2 separate regions of the Oncorhynchus mykiss genome follow, and region 1 is linked to region 2. Evidence: chromatin contacts called from public Hi-C data. All regions are on one chromosome and are shown on one strand. Each heading gives the region's core, a stretch centred on a gene start, on an enhancer-like site or on the middle of the called end of the contact. The rest is flanking DNA. Distances are from core to core; before and after follow the strand shown.

The links. Hi-C and Micro-C count contacts between places; a contact is called where the count stands out from the background.
Region 1: a contact with region 2 is called in a Hi-C map of liver, with 7 times the contacts expected there. The contact joins the promoter of LOC100136325 here to the enhancer-like site in region 2. A contact is called at or near these places in 2 of 3 Hi-C or Micro-C datasets (blood and liver).

Annotation. Positions count from the first base shown.
Region 1 is chr32:33,426,975-33,431,631 of USDA_OmykA_1.1, forward strand. It overlaps LOC100136325 (tapasin), which reads left to right and starts at 2,024. Exons shown (of 5, transcript XM_021560576.2): 1 at 2,024-2,203; 2 at 3,007-3,189; 3 at 3,430-3,678; 4 at 3,924-4,283. The coding sequence starts at 2,146.
Region 2 is chr32:33,326,752-33,331,269 of USDA_OmykA_1.1, forward strand. No RefSeq gene overlaps it. Among protein-coding and RNA genes, the nearest start is that of LOC110488345, 15 kb to the right of the region's middle. Within about 2 kb of position 1,415, at least 6 of the 11 cell types and tissues checked have an H3K27ac peak or open chromatin away from gene starts, as enhancers often do. A contact at or near this core is called in liver, where this site is marked.

The DNA.
Region 1 (4,657 bases), core at 774-3,273, 100 kb after region 2:
TGTGGTAGACCTAAATACAGGGAGGTCTTTATTTATTTATACTTAACCAGGCAAGTCATAAGAACACATTCTTATTTACAATGACAGCCTACCCTGGCCAAACCCAGACAATACTGGGCCAATTGTGTGCTGCCCTATGGGACTCCCAATCACAGCCAGATGTGATTCAGCCTGGATTTGAACCAGGGACTGTAGTATCACCTCTTATACTGAGATGCAGAGCTTTAGACCGCTGCACCACTCGGGAACCAACTAGGTCTTGTAGGCCTAGTTCTTACAATGGCCTTGACTCAAATTAGGAGGGTGATTACTTTGACATGAAAGAGGAGAAAAAATGTATTATTTCTATAGTATTCCCAGAGGGCTTGTGGTTTGGGAGGATGACACAATTGAGCTATCTCAGGCTAGGGTCTATGGAGCTTGATTTGAGGTACTCTATATTACCCATTGAAGGACGTGCATCATGTTGGATCTAGCTCCATGTGATATTAAATTGTTTTATATCATCACACTGAAAAACACAGCAACAAAATAATACAGCATAGAAATGCAATGGAAAGTACAGTGCACACACACACACACACATATAGAGGAAGGTGGAGTCAAACACTGTTGAGGTAAATCCTACACCCTTTCCTGTAAGAGCGTCAGGATGCAGCCATCTTGTGTCTATCTGCCCTCAATCGTGACATGTCCGACACACTGGCACATCATCTAGTTCTAGGAGCCTGTACAGTACATGGTTTTTCATACCCAAACTGCTGTGTGGGATGTTGGACTATTACATTGACACATTATTTGTTTGTTAGCCTACATTATTTTCTGTATTTTTGTGTCACAACGACTTCAGGTTACTGAAAGAACTAGAACAGAGCCAGTGCATACTAGCTGAAACTCTTTGACCATAACTACAGTAACAGGCCTACAAGTAATCTATGGTCATATTTTCTCATTTTTTTCTCCCCAATTAAAATGTGTTCTGGAATTGTTGCCACTCCCACAGTGTGTTCTGGTATGTGAAGGGGATAAACAAATCAGGTTCAGTTAGTATATAGCACTTGGGTGGACTTTTGGTTGTCTTTGTAACTCCGTGGAAAAGTTCCCTCAAGGTACTAGGATCAGGTTCTCCTCCCCCTAATCTTAACCATTGTGGGGAAGATTCTAAACTGACCTAAGATCAGCGTTTTTAAGACAACTTCACCATACTCCGTCACGTAGAAGCTGCCTGTCATCACAAATCTGGGTGTGCATGCGTGACATGAAATAGCTCTCTTGAGCTATGTACTCTTCCGTTTGTTGTCCTCAGATTACCTAAATCCTTGTTTCTAAGAAATCATGTGATCTTGACCATTCTGGTGAGCGGTGTAGTGTTGGAGCGCCATCTTGTGTTCATTGTGCACTCTGCAATGTGTGCACAAGCTCTCTGAGTTTGGAACTCAATTTATTTTTCACGTTTTTGCATTTGTCCCTCATAAAATCAGTGTGCTGACTTAGTTTTACCACGGAGTTTCTTTATTTCTTCACAACTTCTTCCAGGTCCTAATAGGCCTACTTATAATCATATGGTTATTATGTGCTAAAAGAGACAACCTCATGCATTTCAACGGTGACGCGCACAGCAAAAGGCAGCCAGGGAGACATGCATTTAACCAAATACCCTGTGCTAATATTGAAATAGAACTGCGACTTTATTCTAAACATTTTGACTTTATTCACGAAATTAAATGTCGAGTTTATGCTTGAAATATTGCCACTTTATTTATGAAATGTAATTTCGATTTTATTCTCGAACTTGAAATATTGCCACTTTATTCTAGAAATATTTCCAGTTTTTTAAAGTACTATATTGCAAAAAATAATAATCCAAGTACCACCTGTCACTGATTTTTTTTCTCTTCACTTGGCCCTAATACTCTTCCGTAGTTTCTAAACCGTACATACTGTACTATTTTTGGTTTTACTGTATACCATGGTGCTTTGTCTCTGCCTCGTCTGGCTATGCGCATGTCAGTGTCTGTCTGCAAAATGAAAGTGAAAGTAGAGTTTGCTGTGGGGAGTTACAATGGAACTCTGAAGACATATTTCTCCATATTTGTTCTCATCCATCAGACTACAGAATAGTCGAGGACACTGTCGAAAACTAACATGACCAATATATCAATAATATTGCAATCCTTTCTTGCCTTTAGTTACGTTATGCACGGTAAATTGGTCAGCTTTTCTTACTGCACATTTTATTTGGTGGTGGATGTGTTACTGGTGGCACAGTTACTGTGTCTTCTGTATACTCAATTAACCTTAGGTTGTAGCTAATTACAACAAAAACACTTTGTTGAGTTAAAGGGGCAATCAGAAGATGCTACGTCCATTTCTGGACTTATAAGTTAATGACTATGATCTAATGACTACTACTCATTGACTCTTGAAGAGTGTCATTTATAAATGGATCGTGAGCTTAGTTCAACTGTCTTATCCCATCAGAACACAAAATATAATCTTGTTTTACTCCAATGTTTGTAAACAAAATTAATGTAAGCAAACACTGTATAGCCTAAAAAACATGTACAACTATAATTTTTGTTATCATGGATGGTCAGTCCTTGCATCCATAACTCTGTCTTTGAATTTGAGTGGTCGCATTTCTCCAGGCCCATTCCCCTGAAACAGTGGTGGGGAGGTCCCTTTGTTATTGGTTTAACTGCTGATATAAGAATATATACTTTGCATAATAGTATATACCTTGTAAAAAATGCACACGGGGAAAACAGCCCTACATAAAGCTATAGAGATTTAGAGTCATTTCCACAGTCTTAATGCTAAGCGTGTATCATTGTTCAAGAACTAGTTTCTATTCTGATTGCCTTTTCATACCCATCCTTATTCTACAGTAGTCTACATCACTTCACTCATGGAGCTACCGTTTTGTTCTATTTCATTCTGTTTTTTCACATACCCACGTTGGTTGGCTTCACGTTCACACAGCTCCCTCATCCTTCTCTCTTCCAGTCTATGGAACAAGTTGTCCAGTTCTGGAGTGCTGGTTTGTCCAGGAGAAGCCAGGTGGGGGCTTCCATGCTGCTATGAGCCAGGAGAAGTCACTACTTTACATCAATACAGACCCAGACAGTGAAGAAACCAGGTCAAAGCAGGGACCACCTACAGACCATGATAGAGTCTACTACGTCACTGGTCAGTACTTATTGTTATATATTAAATAGAACAATCTCTTTAGAAATTATGCCTGATTTGAGTGACAAACCAGTGGCTGTTACAGGTGCAGTCAGTCAATTTGGTGTGACACCAAGCCTGTCATTTAAATTATACAAGGCTACAAGAGCGTTGCCATTTTAGGCAGAGCTTTTCAGAAAAATAAATGTTATTTAATCGAAAAGATAACTTTGATAGACAAATCTCCCCCTCTCTCCTCAGACCCAGCAGCTACCCTCTGCAGTTCTTCTCTGCACCCACCAGAAGGCTCAGTCCAGAAGTCACAGTGTGAGATCAACCCCTTCATGCCTCAGCCATCCACTGTCCAATGGACAGTCCCACTCACGGACTCTGCCCACAGTCCGATCTACCTGCAAGCCGACTGGTACACTGCTGCCTTGCAGGGCTTTGACGGACAGCTGCGCCTCTCCAATGTCTTGCGTGCTCCCACGGCAACCAAGGAACCCAAGGGTATGATTGAAAAAGGAATGACGTTCTTCTTGAGCAAGGGTTGTAAACGTCAGACAGATTGTCATATATAACCATTACAAGTGATGACCAACACCACAGTGATAATGAATTATTATTAACCATAATTGAAATGAATGTCATACACCATGAGGAAGTATAGCAACCTGTGATGTTTATTACCACGTAATGTCACAGGTAATGTAGTGTTAAAAGTGTAACGTCTCTCTCCTACCCCTCTCTCCCAGTGGTGCTCAGTGTGTCCAGTAGAACCTTCATGATCCGTTCCAGACTCGGGGAACCAGTTGTTCTAGACTGTGGGTTCTGGGTGGATGCCTCTTCTCCTCTCTCTGGCTCTGGCTTCGCCGTGGAGTGGCGCTACCAGTTCAGGGGCGATGGCCGTCTGGTCCTGGCCTACGACGGCAAGAGTGACCGATTTGCAGAGACCCAGGAAGAGGGAGTGGGGCTAGACTTCACGGCTCTGCACGAGACAGGAGATGCATCACTGATCCTGCAGGAAGCTCAAGTGCGCCACTCAGGAACCTACATCTGCACGGTGTACTTGCCCTATCTCTTGGCTCAGGTGGCAGTGGAGCTGGAGATTGTAGGTGAGGAGAGATGAAAACGCTTTTTTAGTCGGCCAATACTAAACCATTGCAATGTTTAGAATCTCAACCCCTTTGTCTTTACATATTTATTCACTGAAATAACTACTGCAACTCCTTATACAGTAGAGTCTTATAATGGTATGTCATGGTCAACTTAATGTCATTAGATTACATGCCATAAGTGTGTTGTCGTGTCTTTGGCTATGTCGGATTAAGTGATATGACATGCTATTCTATAAAATAATTTCTCCGTAATTAATATTACCTTATTGAGCTAATCATGTAAATGTAATTAACTAGAGAGTCGGGGCACCACAAAATAATATTTATAGAGCTGTATCTTCTGAATAAACTCTTAAAGACCTAGTAATATT
Region 2 (4,518 bases), core at 165-2,664:
TTGACATTTCCATATGTTTAAGTGTAGCCACATTATAACAATTTCAAAAAGTAAAATGTGTTTCCTATGACAAATCATATTCTCTATGATTGTTTCGGAATTAGTGTCACAAAAAAAGTAGCTGAATGTTGCCAATAATGTGGTTGTATGCCTACATCCAATTTTATCCACAAGATGTCAGCAAAGACCATCTGTTTGTGTCTCATAACTCTTGGCAGTTGTTTGGGGTTGTTATATATTTTTTATTTAACTAGGAAAGCCAGTTAAGAACAAATTCTTATTTAGAATGACGGCCTACCAAAAGGCAAAAGGCCTCTTGCCGGGACGGGGGCTGGGATTAAACATTTAAAATAAATCAAATGTAAATATGGGACAAAACACACATCACGACAAGAGAGACAACACAACACTACATAAAGAGAGACCTAAGACAACAACATAGCAAGGCAGCCCCACATGACAACACAGCATGTTAGCAGCACAACATGGTAGCAGCACAAAACACGGTACAAACATTATTGGGCACAGACAACAGCACAAAGGGCAAGAAGGTAGAGACAACAATACATCACGCAAAGCAGCCACAATTGTCAGTAAGAGTGTCCATGATTGAGTGAAGAGATTGAGATAAAACTGTCCAGTTGGAGTGTTTGTTGCAGTTTGTTCCAGTTGCTAGCTGCAGCAAACTGAAAAGAGGAGCGACCCGGGGATGTGTGTGCTTTTGGGACCTTTAACAGAATGTGACTGGCAGAATGGGTGCTGTATGTGGAGGATTAAATATCTCAGATAGGGGGGAGTGAGGCCTAAGAGGGTTTTATAAATAAGCATCAACCAGTGGGTCTTGCGACGGGTATACAGAGATGACCAGTTTACAGAGGAGTATAGAGTGCAGTGATGTGTCCTATAAGGAGCATTGGTGGCAAATCTGATGGCCGAAGGGTAAAGAACATCTAGCCGCTCGAGAGCACCCTTACTTGCCGATCTATAAATTATTTCTCCGTAATCTAGCATGGGTATGATGGTCATCTGAATCAGGGTTAGTGTGGACACTGGGGTGAGCGATTACGATTATGATTGGGCTGCTATTACATCATCAGTTACTACGGGAGAAAGGAAGGATCAGGTTCTGATGAGCCAGGAAGTAAGGAAACCGTCAACTAAGAAATCCTCTGAAGCAGAACAATTCTTGCATGTAGCAGACACCATCATTTATTAGCCAAAACAGCAGTTGACTATCCCTTAAGATTGTCCTCAATTTTGTTATTGTGCCAGTTCCCTCCCCTTCTTGTCCACATTAGTCACCTAATTCCAGATCGAGAGTTTCAATTCAATGAACTCACGTGGTGGGGCAGTGTGCTGAGATACCTCTGTGGGGCGCAACTCCCTAACTACTGTAATCCTTCATTCAACACACTCATAGGGACTTTCCAGCAGACCACTTTCACATTTCTTTCTTGTAATGAGACAGGAAACTGCATGTCATCTTGTAAGATGATGAACCAATAAGGGCCAATAAACACGTGCTGTCCTCAGGGAAATCTAGGGGGTTCACAACAACACATCGGGAGTTTACCTGACACACCCCTCAAGCATGTAATGCTAAGTTCCGTCCTCTCAGGAGGTGGAAAAGGCTGCTATCAAATCCCCAATCATGCATGATACCACTGTGTCTTAGTCAGAAATAAGGACAATCAAAATACTGTAGCTGGATACCGCTGGGTCCACCATATCATATGATATCGTGGTGATATAATACGTCGGAAACCATTTTCAGTCATCTTGTTTACTGAAGTGGATTTGGCAAATGCGGCTGCTGCATGTACAACCAATTCAGTAATGGTCCAGTCTAGACAATCCAGTTTGAAGCAGCTTTAACACAGGGCAACCGTAAGTGTCATTCTTACATTGCCATACAACTCTCCTTCCGTGGCCTCCAACTGCTCTTAAACGCAAGTAAAACTAAATGCATGCTTTTCAATCGATCACTGCCCGCACTTGCTCGCCCGTCCAGCATCACTACTCTGGACGGCTCTGACTTAGAATACGTGGACAACTACAAATACCTGGGTGTCTGGTTAGACTGTAAACTCTCCTTCCAGACTCACATTAAGCATCTCCAATCCAAAATTAAATCTAGAATCGGCTTCCTATATCGCAACAAAGCATCCTTCACTCATGTTGCCAAACATACCCTCGTAAAACTGACCATCCTACCGATCCTTGATGATGTCATCTATAAAATAGCCTCCAACACTCTGCTCAACAAACTGGATGCAGTCTATCACAGTGCCATCTGTTTTGTCACCAAAGCCCCATACACTACCCACCATTGCAACCTGTACGCTCTCGTTGGTTGGCCCTCGCTTCATACTCGTCGCCAAACCCACGGGCTACAAGTTATCTACAAGTCTCTGCTAGGTGAAGCCCCGCCTTATCTCAGCTCACTGGTCACCATAGCAGCACCCACTCGTAGCACGCGGCTCCAGCAGGTATATCTCACTGGTCACCCCCAAAGCCAATTCCTCCTTTGGTCATCTTTCCTTCCAGTTCTCTGCTGCCTATGACTGGAACGAATTGCAAAAATCTCTGAAGCTGGAGACTCACATCTCCCTCACTAGCTTTAAGCACCAGCTGTCAGAGCAGTTTACAGATCACTGCACGTGTACATAGCCTATCTGTAAACAGCCCATCTATCTACCTACCTCATCCCCATACTGGTATTTATTTATTTATTTATTTTGCTCCTTTGCACCCCAGTATCTCTACCTGCACATTCATCTTCTGCCGATCTACCATTCCAGTGTTTAATTGCTATATTGTAATTACTTCGCCACCATGGCCTATTTATTTCCTTAACTTACCTCATTTGCACTCACTGTATATAGACTTTTTGTTTTCTTTTGTTCTACTGTATTATTGACTCAGTTTTGTTTATTCCATGTGTAACTCTGTGTTGTTGTATGTGTCTAATTGCTACGCTTTATCTTGGCCAGGTCGCAGTTGCAAATGAGAACTTGTTCTCAACTAGCCTACCTGGTTAAATAAAGGTGAAATAAATCAAATAAAAAATAAACATGAACTCTGGCCAGACAGGAAGAGATCATCTGCCTAGTTTGGTTTGGTGTGTGCCTCAACCTCTGTGCCCACAAACTGGTTGCTCTAGTTTCACCTTACTGTTCACCTCTGCTGTTTGTTTACCACCATCAGAACGTTTGATATCATCTTCTGTGTCAGGTCGCATTTGTGACTCACCATTCAACATGGGTTTACCTAAGGTTACGCTTTCTGATGATGAGGCTATGTTGAGCTTCATTTGTTAAGACTGTTATCAAATATCTACACCAGAGCAAGTCCGTGTAATGTAATCTAACGCAGCCTACTGTTTATTACAACCAGAGAAGTTGTCCTTGTTGAACAGCAATATGGTGTGTCAAAGCCTCAATACCAGTCACAAGACCCAGGGCTTGGTTTTGGTTTGGTGAAGTGCACTGAAGGGAAAGTGAAAGCAAAGGCCGAAGGAACTTGCCAACGTGGTGTGATTGCAAACCAACTGATTCGGCATGGAGTGGTTACACAACTGCCACTTCCCCCATGTCAGATACAGATCAAGTTTTTGTCAACCATTTTGTGATACCAGAAGGTGTTGTGATGAGATGGCCGCTTGTGCTCTCCCTCCCTCCTTGTTGGTATCCGTGGGCAGTGGGTAGGTGGATTGTTGTCCATAAGTCACCAACCTAAAGGGACAGTAGAGGAGAGGATAGTGTCTATGTCTAACTGGCAATGCAAACTTCTGCTAGTGAGAAAATACTTGAGTTGATGAATGCTGACACTTTACAGTTAACTCGTGAATGTCCTGTGCTCAAACCGCAGCAGCCCAAAAATAAACACACTCGGGCACTTCTTCTCAATACTTTGATTGATTAAGTTGATGACATGGACGACTTGATGATGAATGTCTCCCTGCACCAGCGCTGCGGATGCACGAAAAGTAAAGGTGAGCAGAGACTCTCACAAGACACTGACAAAGTCAACACTTCAAAACACCTGCAAGACACAAGCACATCAGTGTTAAGGATTCTTAAAAGGAAATGCTCAATATTGGTATAGAGACTCGACTGCCGCCATTTCACGGTGATGTGTACTAGTCGCAGATCTGGTCACAAAATGGTTGCCAGTATCGCCTAAGGTCTATGTGTTATTATGACATGTTGTTGTGGCTTTGGCCGTGGTGCAGACAGGCAAGCTGCCGAAAACATTGGCAAAGAGCAAGGGGATGGGCCTTCAGGGACTTTCCAAGATGTTTTGCTCTGTGTGGTAAAAGCCTCAATAGCAGTCACAAGACCCAGGGCATGGCTTGGTTTTGCTTGGTGATGTGTACTAAAGTGAAAGCAAAGGCAGAATGCACTTTCCAACATGGTGTGATAAATGGTTTATGATGAATGTCTCCCTGCACCAGCGCTGCAGGTGCACAAAAAAGTAAAGGTGAGCAGAGACTCTCACAAGACACTGACCAAGTCA